Regions from separate parts of the Mus musculus genome. Here regions 1, 2 and 4 are each linked to region 3. The links are chromatin contacts, called in public capture Hi-C and promoter capture Hi-C maps. All regions are on one chromosome and are shown on one strand. Each heading gives the region's core, a stretch centred on a gene start, on an enhancer-like site or on the middle of the called end of the contact. The rest is flanking DNA. Distances are from core to core; before and after follow the strand shown. Region 1 overlaps Akap12 (A kinase (PRKA) anchor protein (gravin) 12). Region 2 overlaps Akap12 (A kinase (PRKA) anchor protein (gravin) 12). Region 3 overlaps Mthfd1l (methylenetetrahydrofolate dehydrogenase (NADP+ dependent) 1-like). Region 4 holds the start of Mthfd1l (methylenetetrahydrofolate dehydrogenase (NADP+ dependent) 1-like).

Region 1 (2,798 bases), core at 235-2,734, 180 kb before region 3:
GCTCATCTACTCCAGGTGGGCTTCAGGCTCCTCACCTCCCCCTTTCATCTGCTAAGTTCTGGGATTCTGGTCAGTGCCATGCAGACTTTATGTGAGATGAGAAACACGTGTATTGCTTACTAAACAGTCCAGCCTGAGCCTCATTTGTAAATGACAACCATTTCTTTCAGTTCCATCCATCAAGGGCTCCATCCCCCTCTGTTGTTTCTGGAGACCAGTAGTAATGGACCTATCTTAATTTGTGCGTGCGTGTTTGTGTGTGCGTGTGCCTGTGCGTGTGCGTGTGTGTGTGTGTGTGTGTGTGTGTGTGTGTGTGTGTGTGTATGTGCTTAGTGCATGAGTCAAGGTGGCAAGGTCAAAGAACAATTAGCAAACACTGGTCCTCTCCTCCCACCCTGTGGGGTTGGGGAACTGAACTCAGGTCAGTGTCAAGTTTGGTGACAGATACCTTTTCTAGCTGAGTTGTCTCACAGGGCCCCAAATACCTTTTTAAAGTGATGCTGCAGTCACTGAGAGATGCATCCAAAACTAGGGGAGCTGCACCCCTCCAGAGCTAGAGTAAATGCCTCCCTTCCACTGGGTGGGGCTGGCTGACTCTGCAGGGGGTTTAATGAGCCGCGCTTTCCTGTTCCACTAAAGCCCTAAGCACAACTGTAAGCGGGCACTCAGATATTAGCAACAATGACTTAATTCCTTACAAGTATGAGGGGAATTCTTAGAGAGAGAATTGCAAAATCTTAACTTATTCCTGGATCCAACAAGTCATAGCAACAATGATACTTCACAGCAGCACTGTGAGCGACAGAATCCCCTCGGAGGCTGTGAAGGAGACGCCACAGGTACTGTGCTAGCTGTGCACATAAAGACCTGGAGTGGGTTTGACTTAGTTCTGTTTGTATTTTAATGTTAATTTGCCCCCCCCCCAAACTGTTTGCAGGAGAGAGTCCACCCTTGAAACACTGAGGGACCAGCCCCCAGCTAATTCTGAATGGTAAATAAAGATGCCAGCAGCTCATAGCTGGGAGAAGAGACATAGGCGGGGTTTAGGTTTCCTGGACGGAGGAAAGAAGCAGAAGGGGGAGACACTCTTAGAAGAGTATGCAGGTGTAACCTCCCCCAGCCTGAAGCAGGCTAAGCCAGACCTTGACCTTGATGCCACAAAGATTACCTAGGGAGGAGCCTTCCTCCCTAGATCACTCTATTGTTCAGCCACTGCCTCTGTTCCCCTTCAAGACACTCCTACCTGCTGGGAGGCCACTATTCCGGAGACTACACCCTATCATGCACATAGTTACCTGCAGCTGGTTCCAGGCCCCAAGAATGAATTGGTGGGAATGGGCCTCCCCCACTTTATAAGGGCATTTGCCATTAAACATTTGAGCTTTGATCAGGAATCTTGACTTAGCTCCATTTTTCTCTCGACCGCCTAGTTCCCCTCCCTTTTCAGCCCCTGCTTGCCTCCCAGGTGTTTCTTGTGAGCCACAGGAAGGCTTCCAACAGGCAGGAGAGAGATGGAAGTCACCATGGAGTAGAGAAGCAAGGAGAGCTCCCTGGGCTCTGGGCCAAGAGAACGTGGCCCAGAGGGCTGACTAATTGGAATTAAGAGCAGCCAGGATGAAACCTAGAAATTAGTAAGTAGTCACTTGGAGTTATTGATGGGAAAGTGGTCTCTTAACAGCATGGAGGGGAGGCAGTTGCCCAGCTATTGAGCTACTTAAGGCATATTAAAATATAAAGGCTGTGTGTGTCTTTCATTCGGTGGGTCGTAACCCCACGCCAGGATTTATTCATTTTTAACTACAAAGACTGGAGCACCACCGAAAAGCTGAGTGGTGAGTACCTGTAACTCCAACCCTGGGAGGGATGGAGGCTGGAAGATCCCAGCTGATTGCTAGCCAGTCAGTGTAAGCTGACCTGTGAGCTCCAGATTCGGGAAGAGACTCTCAAAACTAAAATGGAGCGGTCAACAACATGGCTCAGGAGGTAGGGGGGCTTGCGGTCAAGACTGACAACCTAAAGACCGACCCAAAATCCACATGGCAGAGAGAAGTAGCTCCCACAGGTTTTCTTCTGCCCTCCACATAAACACCGTGAAACACATACAATAAAAAGATAAAGGTAAAAAGCATTTGAAAAAAATCAAAACCCAATCAAGGACAAGAGAGATCAAGGACACCCAATATCAACAAACACACACATGCATGGATAACCACGCCCACGCAAGCACCACCCTCTGTCACACACAAAACCAATTCCTATAGTTTTTTGTATTACATCTAACTTTCATTCAATAAGTTTTGGTTTTGTTTGCCTTTTTTCCAGTCTAAGACAGGGTTTCTCTCTATAGCTCTGTATCACCAGTTTTGGTTTTCAAAGTTCAGTTTTTCAGCAGGTCTATTCCCGTGTTTTCCTTTTCCATGTGCATGGTGTGTATATGTGTATGTTTGCATACAGGCACATGCATGTAGAGGATAAAGGTTGATGTTTAAAATGATGCCCTGAGGCTAGACAGATGGCTCAGCGGTTAAGAGCACTGACTACTTTTCCAGAGATCATGAGTTCAAATCCCAGCAACCACATGGTGGCTCACAACCATCCATCATGAGACCTGACTCCCTCTTCTGGTGTGTCTGAAGACAACTACAGTGTACTTACATATAATAAATAAGTAAAACTTTAAAAGAAAAAAGAAAAAGAAAAGAGAGAGAGAGAGAAAGAAAGAAAGAAAGAGAGACAGAGAAAGGAAGGAAGGAAGGAAGGAAGGAAGGAAGGGAGAGAAAAGAGAGAGAGAAAGAAAG
Region 2 (2,723 bases), core at 55-2,554, 250 kb before region 3:
GGGGCTGTTTCTGTACGTGCAAACTGGTCGACGGCTGTCTGGATGACACTCTGGACAATCTTATTGCTCTTACTCTCAAGTTCCAAGATCTCAGGTTCAGCCCTGAGGATTTTCTCTCTTGCTGCACTCTCCTTGCCGGCAGCATCAGGACCAGCATCTGGCTTGTTATCTTCATCTGATCTCTGTTTCTGGGATGCGCTCACTTCTCTTTGAAGGTCAGAATGTAGGATGCTTTCAGGAGCAGGAGTTACTATTATTGGGATGGACTCTGCCTGAGACTCAGGCCCCTGGGGCACGGTGTCCTCTCCATGCTGAAGAGTCCCGTAGCCACCGGTTTCGGAGAGCTTCTCAGCTGGTAATGATTGCGCACCTGCACACTCCAAACTTTCATCCATCTCTGAAGTTGCCACAGTTTCTTCGACCTTTTTCACAGCTTCGGTTGTTTGAGTGACTGGTGTGTCTGAGCTTTGAACTTGAACCTCTATGCAATCTGCTTTGTCTTGGTCTGGGAGAGAAGGGCTTCCTTCAAGGCTGCCCAGTGCCTTTCCCCTCTCTGAGTGAGGCATGTCAGCTGTCAGGACTGGCTTAGGGTGGGTTCCTTCATGCTCAGGAGCAGCTGTTTCCTGCTCATGTTCTTCACTGGCTTGCTCTGTCTTGGTCTCTGTTTCCTCCTTTTCAACGTCGGTTCCCATCTCTCTTTTCTCCGGGCTAATACTCTGTTCTTCATTACTCTCAGTTTCCTGACATCTGGCCACTTCCATTACTTCACTGTCACGTGTCAAGTCAGCAGTCTTTTGACTGTTGGGTCCAGTGTGCACAGGCACCTCCAGTTCTTTAACACACTGTCCGTCTTTGACTTTTTCTCCATCAAACTGGCCAGCCTCACCCTCTTGACCCACCTCAGCCTTTGCCAGAATAGGCACTGCCCCGGCAGCCAGCGCTTGTGTGGGTTCTAGAACATCCCTTCCTGGTTTTTCCCTGTGTTCTTCCTGGGCTGGAAAACTAGATGGTGTTGAAGGCCCCTCCGTCTGAGCAGCAGCTGCCTCCTCTTCAGTGACCTGTGACTGCTTGACGGCGGCAATGGCATTACTGTCCTGGCTGTCAACGGTCTCGTCTTGCTGTGTCCCGTTTGGAGTGTCTGAATCTGCGAGGGGAGTACTTCCATTTGTCTCACTGTCTGTCAAGGTTTCAGATGACTCAGGGGCCACAGCCTGTTCCATCAGCTGCTGGTGCTTGATAACCTGGCATGTGGTGGCACGGTCTACATCCTCTGTGACTTCAGGAACTTCAAGGCTCTCTGGGGTAGCCTGTACAGTCTCGGAGCCCTGTGCAAGATGCTCAGTTTCAGCTTCCTGCACGGGTCCTTCCGGCACAACATCCTTCTCTTTCTCGGTAGCCAGCACCTCGGAGTCCTCCTCTACCTCCTCCACCTTCTCCAGTGCTTTCGGCCCTGCTCTCTGCAGAGTCTGGGTTGCAGGCACCTGGGAGTCCTCTTTCACTTTGTCTGCAACGGCTTGGAGGACGGCCTGCGTCTGGCGCTCCTGTTCTTCCGTATCTAGCATGCCACCCTCTACCTCCTGAACTGGGGTGGCTTCCTCTGTGGTGTCCGGGGAGTCGGACAGCTGGGAAACTGCAGACACCATGTCTGTGGTCTCTTCTGCCCCTGATGCTTCGGTAAGTTCTTCAGCGCGGAGCGCCTCTGTGGTTTCTGCGGCTGTCACTGCTTCTGAGGTAAAATCCACTTCACTGGTGACTATGTCGTCATGGGCATCTTTGCCCCCTGGTAAAGTCTGGGCGAGTGCAGGAGTTGCTTCTGCAGTGATGTCTTTTTCAGTGACCTCTCCAACAGGCGGTGTGGCCACTCCCTCTGCGTGCTCAAGAGGTTCTGTCATGGAAGCAGATATCCACGAAGGGGACCGCTCTTCGGCACTGGTGACTGCCCTGGTCCCATCAATGACCGCGACACTCACGGTGTGAACCAGAGTCTTACTAAGCTCCTCAGACACATACACAGCCCCCTTCAGCTGGGGCAGCTCCACGTTCTCCTGAGCTCGCTGCGCTTCCAGCTTCTCTCTCTCTACCGCATCGTACTCAGACAGAGGCACAACAGCTGGGACGTCGGGGTCGTCCTCATTGATCTCTCCTGGCCCCGAGTCTTCAACGGCGGCCTGTTCTTGCTTCCCATCTGCCCTTTTCTTCCGCCGTCCAGGAATAAATTTCTTAATGGAAACCCAAGATTCCTCTCTACTTGGTTCGATCTCGGAGGCCAACTGCTCTGCACCGGAGTCTTCGGCTCTCTCTTCCAGTTTTGACTTGGATTTTTTTCGTGGAGTGACTAATCTCTTAAATGACTCCCAGGTGGAGACGCCCTCCCCTTCAGAAGGGCTTCCAGCTGGCTCGGGTGAGGAACTTCCGTGCGCTTGGTCTTGTTCCTGGGTGCTGGCAGGAAGAGCATCTGCTTCTTTGTCTTTGCTAGCCTCCTCCGCTCTGTGGCCATCCCCTCCCAGTGTTCTTGGCCCTCCTTCATCATCTGAAGAGGATGCCTTCCTCGCTCTCTTCTTGGACGATCCGACACAAATCAACGCCTCCCAAGACACTGAAGTATCCACCCTGCGCTTTGGCTCCTCTGACCTTTGCTCCTCGCCAACCGCTCTGACCTCATCCTGCATTCCAGACGCCGTGCTCTCCGTGGAGGACAAGGTGGCACTCTTGACCTTATCCAG
Region 3 (2,765 bases), core at 39-2,538:
TGCCCCTGCTCAAAAAAAAAAAAATGCATTTGGCAAATGATTTCTTAGGAAAAGAGGCACTGAGGTGTGCACTATACCAGTTGACAATCTTTTATTATTTCGTAATTTTCAATAATATGTTGGGGAGAATATGTATATGTAATGTCATCCTAAAGAAGCAGGGGCACCCAGGAATACGTTCCTTAAATTCTTTTACAATAATTAATTTTGTGTATGGGTGTGTGCATGCATGTGTGGCATTCTGTGGACAATTTTTAGGAGCAGGGTCTTTCTTCCTACCATATGGGTCCTTGGGATTAAACTTGGGATGTTGTTAGACTTGGTAGCAAGCATCTCTATCCACTGAGCCATCTTGCCAGCCCAGGAATGCATTTTTACATAGGGACAAAGAAAGTGACTGTAGAAAAAATACTTGGCTACCCTCACACATCCAGAAAGTCTTCGGGATGGTGAGCCGAGGGGTTTCTATAAAAAAATCAATCGTGGGGAGGTGAAATGGGCCAGAGAAGCCTCCACACTAGCCATTAGAAAGTGTTAATCAGCACCAATTAAAGCAATTACCAAACAGAATGCGATGTGACAGCTCAGCCCCAAAAACACAGGCGACAGCTAGGCAAGGAAGGAAGTTCAGGTAGGTGTCCAGCCGCTAATACCCAGAAGGACAAAGAGGTGACGCCTTTCCAGCATTCCCCATGTGATTTCCCAACACCAGTCAAGCTGACCCCAGTTACCACTCGCGGGTGGACTGGCTTATGCTGGAATTCTTTGTTTTCAAGACTTAAGCAGCAGCAGAGGTACAGAAGGGCTATCTGCCTGCCTTCAGGACACACCAAGAGGGGACCTGCCCCTGTGTTCTAAAGCTCACAGTGTTCTGTCCATGTTGGACATTTATTTACCAGAGTCTCTGTACCAGAAACCCACACGGGAGGTAAGGGACCGCGTTCTTCCCCATGCATGCTGGAGGTACCATTAATGACTTGCTGAATAAGAGAATGAATGAATGAATGAATGAATTCTATTGAAGAATGGAGAACAGTTCTGATTGTGGACGTCAGGGAGTGGGGATTGGAGGTTAGCCTTGTATCTCAGTATCTCCGATGCCTGATAGCAATTGAATGTGGAATGACTAAGCATAACATTGCTTCATCCAGCTAGAATTTTCCCACCTGCAGGGGTCAGTTCCCTGAGTGTCATCCCGCCCCCCACCCCCCATTCCTTCTCCTTAGTCATCCCACCAGGAAGTTACCACAATGTCTCTCAGAGGAGTGATGAATGCTTGATGCATTCCAGCAAGTCTGTGGGAGGGCCCAGAGTGCGGACAAAGAAAGTAAATTCCACCCTTATTAGGAGATCCTGGCCTCCTGGGGGAATTTGCCCAGCTTGCATATGGCTTCCTGTACTGTCACAGAGTGCCTCCAAGTGACAGTGTCCTGCCTTCCTGGACCCCCTTTACTTAGGCCTCACTTCCTTCCTGATTCCTCAGGCCTGATTTCGGGCAGGCAGGGACACTCCCTCTGTCCCTGAGAGCAGCCACCAGGGGAACTTCTGCGTTGAGATAACGTCACTGATGGCTCACTCCAGGAAACCTGTGAGTAGCTGCTGCTGCTCCAGGACTGTTCCATGCATTCATTTATTACAGGTCATAAGTCAGAGAGCCAGGCCCAGGAACAGGCTGGGGGAAAGAGTCCACGCTGATTTTACAGGACAGCTTTGGTCTTAGCCTGGCCATGGAGGTGGGGGTGGGGTGGGGTGGGAGATTCACCACAGGACCATCTTCCTGGCTTCATCTATGTTTCTAAGAGACTTATTTCCTATGTCCCGACAACCTTTCAAATGAGCTAACACTAGACTCAATTCTGTCTACCAATCAGCTTCTTCCCTATGTTCAGGGTCACAAGGTCTCTCTCTCTCTCTCTCTCTCTCTCTCTCTCTCACCCCCCCTCTGTCTCTCTCTGTCTCTCTCTCACTCACACACACACACACACACACACACACACACACACATAAGACAAGGTCTCACTATATAGAGCACGGACTCAGTATGTAGATTAGACTGACTAGTCTCGGACACACAGGGGTCTGTCTGCCTCTGTCTCCTCAATACTGTGATTAAAGGTATACACCACTGGCTTTTTCTAATACTTTACTTAATAATAGTGTGACTCCTGAAAGCCACTACACTAAAATGTTTCCTTTTATGTTTAAATGTGAAATGTCCCCACTTGACAATTTTATATTATTTCATACTTTTCAATAACATGTTGGGAATAAGATGTATGTGTAATGTCATCCCAAAGGGACACACAAGATGTGTTGAAGAAGGAAACAGAGGGTGGGCCACTGATTCCCCCTCACCCCTGGGGTAGCTGTTAGGGTCCTGGCTACTGTGAGCAGCCAGCCCCAACTTGCCCATAGAAATACAATATCGTAACTCTGAGTTGCAGCAGAAGTCGGTCACTGGGCCACACTGCTGCTGAGTCAGCAGACAGATCTTGAGACCACTCACTCTCTTCTCTCTCCCAGAAGGAAATTCACTTTATGCCTCTGTGGCTCCTGAACACATGATCTGAAAATAGAAGGGCCTGGCCCGAGATGGCAGAGGTGTATTTTCACCCTGTTATTGGTGGAAGAGTGCTTAGAAAACCAGCAAAAATTGTCAATTCCATCCTGCTGTGTGATTCGTAGAGTTGGCAGAGCATGATTAAGACGTGACAGCAACACAAACTAGGAATAGCTTTGAGGTCTGGTACTCACCGTTCCCACCA
Region 4 (2,700 bases), core at 176-2,675, 130 kb after region 3:
CAGTACTTTTACTCAGTACTTAACTGAGCAGTCTCCCTAGCCTGAGCTTCCATTTTTAAACAACTGGTAGAAAAACAGAAATAAGGATACTTCATAGCACGTGAAAACCACATGAAATTGAAATGTCAGTGTCCATAAAATGTTGGATTTTATCAAAAAACTGTGAGAACGTTTTTCCTTATTACAAACGTACCCATGTAACATTTTAAATTCTGCTTTTTAGTTCACTGAACCTTAAGTATTTACTGTCATGCTCATTACACCAAGTTTGTAGAGCTTAGTTTAGTTTATTGTAAAAATAATGACTACTTGTTGCGGGATATATGTGTGACAGCCCCTGGGGGCAGATTATTTTTGCTCATTTGTTTCCATAGCCCCAGTTGGGAATCAAAGCAGAAAAGGGCTTTCCCGCCCTTTGCAGGTAGGTGCCTCTGCACAGCAGTGGCCTAGCAAACTCACTATAGGGTCTGACCAGATGACTCTGCTCAGATCACCACCGGATATAGAATGAACTTTCCAGATACTGCTGCACCGGAACCTGTGTGCTCTCTGAGCAGCGATGCTCCGGAGCGGACCGTACGCCTAGACCTAGAGGGCTTCCGCAAGGGGTTTAGCCCGCCCCTCCTTCAGTAGTGGGACATCAGCAGTGGCGGGATTGTAGGGCCATCCTCCTTGCTTCTCTCCCGCCCAGGGCCGCACCGCCCTTTTCCTGTCGGCGCCACGCCCGGCGCGGTTGCATCAGAGCCGGAGGCGGGCGGTGCACGTGGAGCGGGGCGTGCGGTCCGTGAGGCGCGCGCCGGCTGGGGGGGATGCCCTCATCTACCGGGTCCCATACTCCGGACGTTCCCCTTCGCCCCCACGCCCTCTCTGCCAATCGCAAGGCGTCTCTAGCAAGTCGGAACCAAGCATTCTCTGTTTCCCGCCCTACGAACGGTCCCTCGGGTCTCCCAGCGGCCGAGAGTGCCATTGGGTCCTTGGGTCCCTGGCTAGGGACCTGCCTGTAGACAAACAGGACACTCACCTGACGATGGAGTCCATCCCGGGGGCTTCCGGATTGCCTGGGCCATGGCTGCTGAAGGTTTGGCCATCCTGCAGCCGCCGCCCGCGTAACCCCTCGGGGTCACCACCTCCGCTGCTGCTGCTTCTGCTGCCTGAGCGACACAGCTCACGGAGGCGACACGCCGGGCCCGAGGGCAGCTGCTGGCGGCCGAGCTGGCGAAGCAGGAGAGGGAGGCGGACGCTCATGCTGCTGCAGAGTGCGGGGTGACTGGTTATCCCCAGGCGCCGAGATGCGGCTGCAAGTTCTTCCCCGGGCTGGCGTGGGAGGCACCAGAGAGCCAAGCGGCACAGTAAAGGGCCAGCAGCAGGAAAGACTAGACTCTTCCTCGTGGGAGGAACTGAGGCCCCTAGGGGGCACTGTACCAAGTGGCCGTGACGTTAACAGGGCGGGGGCCAGCGGACGTGAAGCTTTTGGTTGGAGTTGCCAGAAAGTCAAGGCATAGGAGGTGGGGCATCAGCGTGGTGCTGAGCCCTTGCCCTGAGATTGTATGGCCAGCCCTTCTGCCTCAAAACCTGATGCCACCCTTGGTCTTCATAATGCAGCTCACTTTCCTCAGGAGGTAGTGGTCCTAAGTCCAGTTTAGACCTTCAGAAGGAAGTGTTTATTACGTGGGAGGTGGCCTAGGGCTAAATGTCGTTCTTAGAGTTTGCAATGCAAATGCTGGTTTTGTAGCCTTAAGCAGATTAACGTCAATGGTTTTAGGACTGAGTCTTCCAAGTTTATAATTTCCAAGGCTAGTGGGAATAACATAGTAACTTTGTAGACCACAAATGAGGTAGGGTAGAATTTGTGCAAGGCAGAGACCGTTTTTTGAGTGCTCACGCTGTCTTGTGTGCTGGAAAGATATATTTATTAACCCCAACAGATGTAAGAAATGGAACGCCATTCGTCTGATTTCTAACCAGGAGAACCTGCGATCAAGAGAAGTCATTTGGTTTGCTGGCAGAGCTGTGAGCTTGCCCAATTCCACGTGCCCTCCTCCTCTTCCTCTTTTTAAGTTTTACTTGTGTCCTTGAGCTTGCAGCAAGTAAAGGATAGGACAACCTGAAGAAACCAGTTCTCTGATTCTATCTTGGGGTCAGCAGCGGCGTGCTGAGGTGCTGGGCAGAAGGATTGTTCTAGGGATAGAACTCAACTTCATAGGTTTGGCAGCAAGTGACTATACCTGTTGAGCCACCTCACTGACACACGGGGGCCATGTTTTTGAAATGCATGGACAAGCAGGTTCCAAAGAGGGTAAAAAGTTTAAGAAAAAAAAAAATACACACATCTAGTTGGAACTTGGAGCCACAGAAACTTACTCCCTATGAAAAGTGCCTACGATGAGGTTGAGTCAGACAGTGTTTACAGGATATCCTCTGCCTTCCTCACTGCTGTAGGTTGGATATGTGTCCCAAAGGTCCATATATTAAAAACCTGGTCACCCTCTTGGTTACTGGGAGATGGAGGCATATTTTAAGAGTTGAAGCTTATACATGGAGGAATTTAAGCCCTTAGAGATGAGCCCATGGAAGGGATATTGGAATCTATCTTCTGGCCATGTCCATTCATTTATTAGGGCAGGTTTGATAGATGTCCCTTTTAGATTGGGGATCCCTAAACACAACATTTCTCATCTGTGGAATAAACTCAATACTGTG

What was found. Promoter capture Hi-C pulls out the DNA fragments that hold promoters and counts their contacts. Capture Hi-C pulls out chosen DNA fragments and counts their contacts.
Region 1: a capture Hi-C map of embryonic stem cells shows a contact between it and region 3, with 2.9 times the contacts expected there. The contact joins two enhancer-like sites. A contact is called at or near these places in 7 of 39 promoter capture datasets (3T3-L1-derived adipocytes, the C10 cell line, cranial neural crest and 4 more), 7 of 484 Hi-C or Micro-C datasets (3T3-L1-derived adipocytes, ECoMG-derived neutrophils, cumulus cells and 2 more), 5 of 115 datasets of contacts at active chromatin or transcription factors (differentiating embryonic stem cells, embryonic stem cells, epiblast stem cells and 2 more) and 1 of 9 other capture datasets (embryonic stem cells).
Region 2: a contact with region 3 is called in a promoter capture Hi-C map of the HPC-7 cell line, with 5 times the contacts expected there. The contact joins two enhancer-like sites. A contact is called at or near these places in 6 of 39 promoter capture datasets (the C10 cell line, the HPC-7 cell line, cranial neural crest and 3 more), 12 of 484 Hi-C or Micro-C datasets (the C10 cell line, adipose-derived mesenchymal stem cells, cortical neurons and 5 more), 22 of 115 datasets of contacts at active chromatin or transcription factors (T-cell acute lymphoblastic leukemia, craniofacial prominence, embryonic basal ganglia and 12 more) and 5 of 9 other capture datasets (adipose tissue, embryonic stem cells, embryonic trunk and 2 more).
Region 4: a contact with region 3 is called in a promoter capture Hi-C map of hematopoietic stem and progenitor cells. The contact joins the promoter of Mthfd1l here to the enhancer-like site in region 3. A contact is called at or near these places in 5 of 39 promoter capture datasets (the C10 cell line, the HPC-7 cell line, embryonic stem cells and 2 more), 3 of 484 Hi-C or Micro-C datasets (all in embryonic stem cells), 4 of 115 datasets of contacts at active chromatin or transcription factors (embryonic stem cells, extraembryonic endoderm stem cells, memory CD8 T cells and 1 more) and 1 of 9 other capture datasets (embryonic stem cells).

Annotation. Positions count from the first base shown.
Region 1 is chr10:4,288,142-4,290,939 of GRCm38.p6, reverse strand. The region is part of intron 1 of Akap12 (A kinase (PRKA) anchor protein (gravin) 12); the gene reads right to left. All of the region lies in intron 4 of Gm40592 (a long non-coding RNA gene), which reads left to right. Among named protein-coding and RNA genes, the nearest start is that of Gm40592, 21 kb to the left of the region's middle. Within about 2 kb of position 1,484, at least 14 of the 459 cell types and tissues checked have an H3K27ac peak or open chromatin away from gene starts, as enhancers often do. A contact at or near this core is called in embryonic stem cells and stem cell-derived epiblast-like cells, where this site is marked.
Region 2 is chr10:4,354,737-4,357,459 of GRCm38.p6, reverse strand. Akap12 (A kinase (PRKA) anchor protein (gravin) 12) reads right to left here. Exons shown (of 4, transcript NM_031185.3): 3 at 1-2,723. Among named protein-coding and RNA genes, the nearest start is that of Zbtb2, 32 kb to the left of the region's middle. Within about 2 kb of position 1,304, at least 52 of the 459 cell types and tissues checked have an H3K27ac peak or open chromatin away from gene starts, as enhancers often do. A contact at or near this core is called in the HPC-7 cell line, where this site is marked.
Region 3 is chr10:4,106,519-4,109,283 of GRCm38.p6, reverse strand. It overlaps Mthfd1l (methylenetetrahydrofolate dehydrogenase (NADP+ dependent) 1-like), which reads right to left. Exons shown (of 28, transcript NM_172308.4): 26 at 2,755-2,765. Among named protein-coding and RNA genes, the nearest start is that of Gm25515, 3.6 kb to the right of the region's middle. Within about 2 kb of position 1,288, at least 136 of the 459 cell types and tissues checked have an H3K27ac peak or open chromatin away from gene starts, as enhancers often do. A contact at or near this core is called in the HPC-7 cell line, embryonic stem cells, extraembryonic endoderm stem cells and 3 more, where this site is marked.
Region 4 is chr10:3,971,800-3,974,499 of GRCm38.p6, reverse strand. It overlaps Mthfd1l (methylenetetrahydrofolate dehydrogenase (NADP+ dependent) 1-like), which reads right to left and starts at 1,425. Exons shown (of 28, transcript NM_172308.4): 1 at 1,022-1,425. The coding sequence starts at 1,245.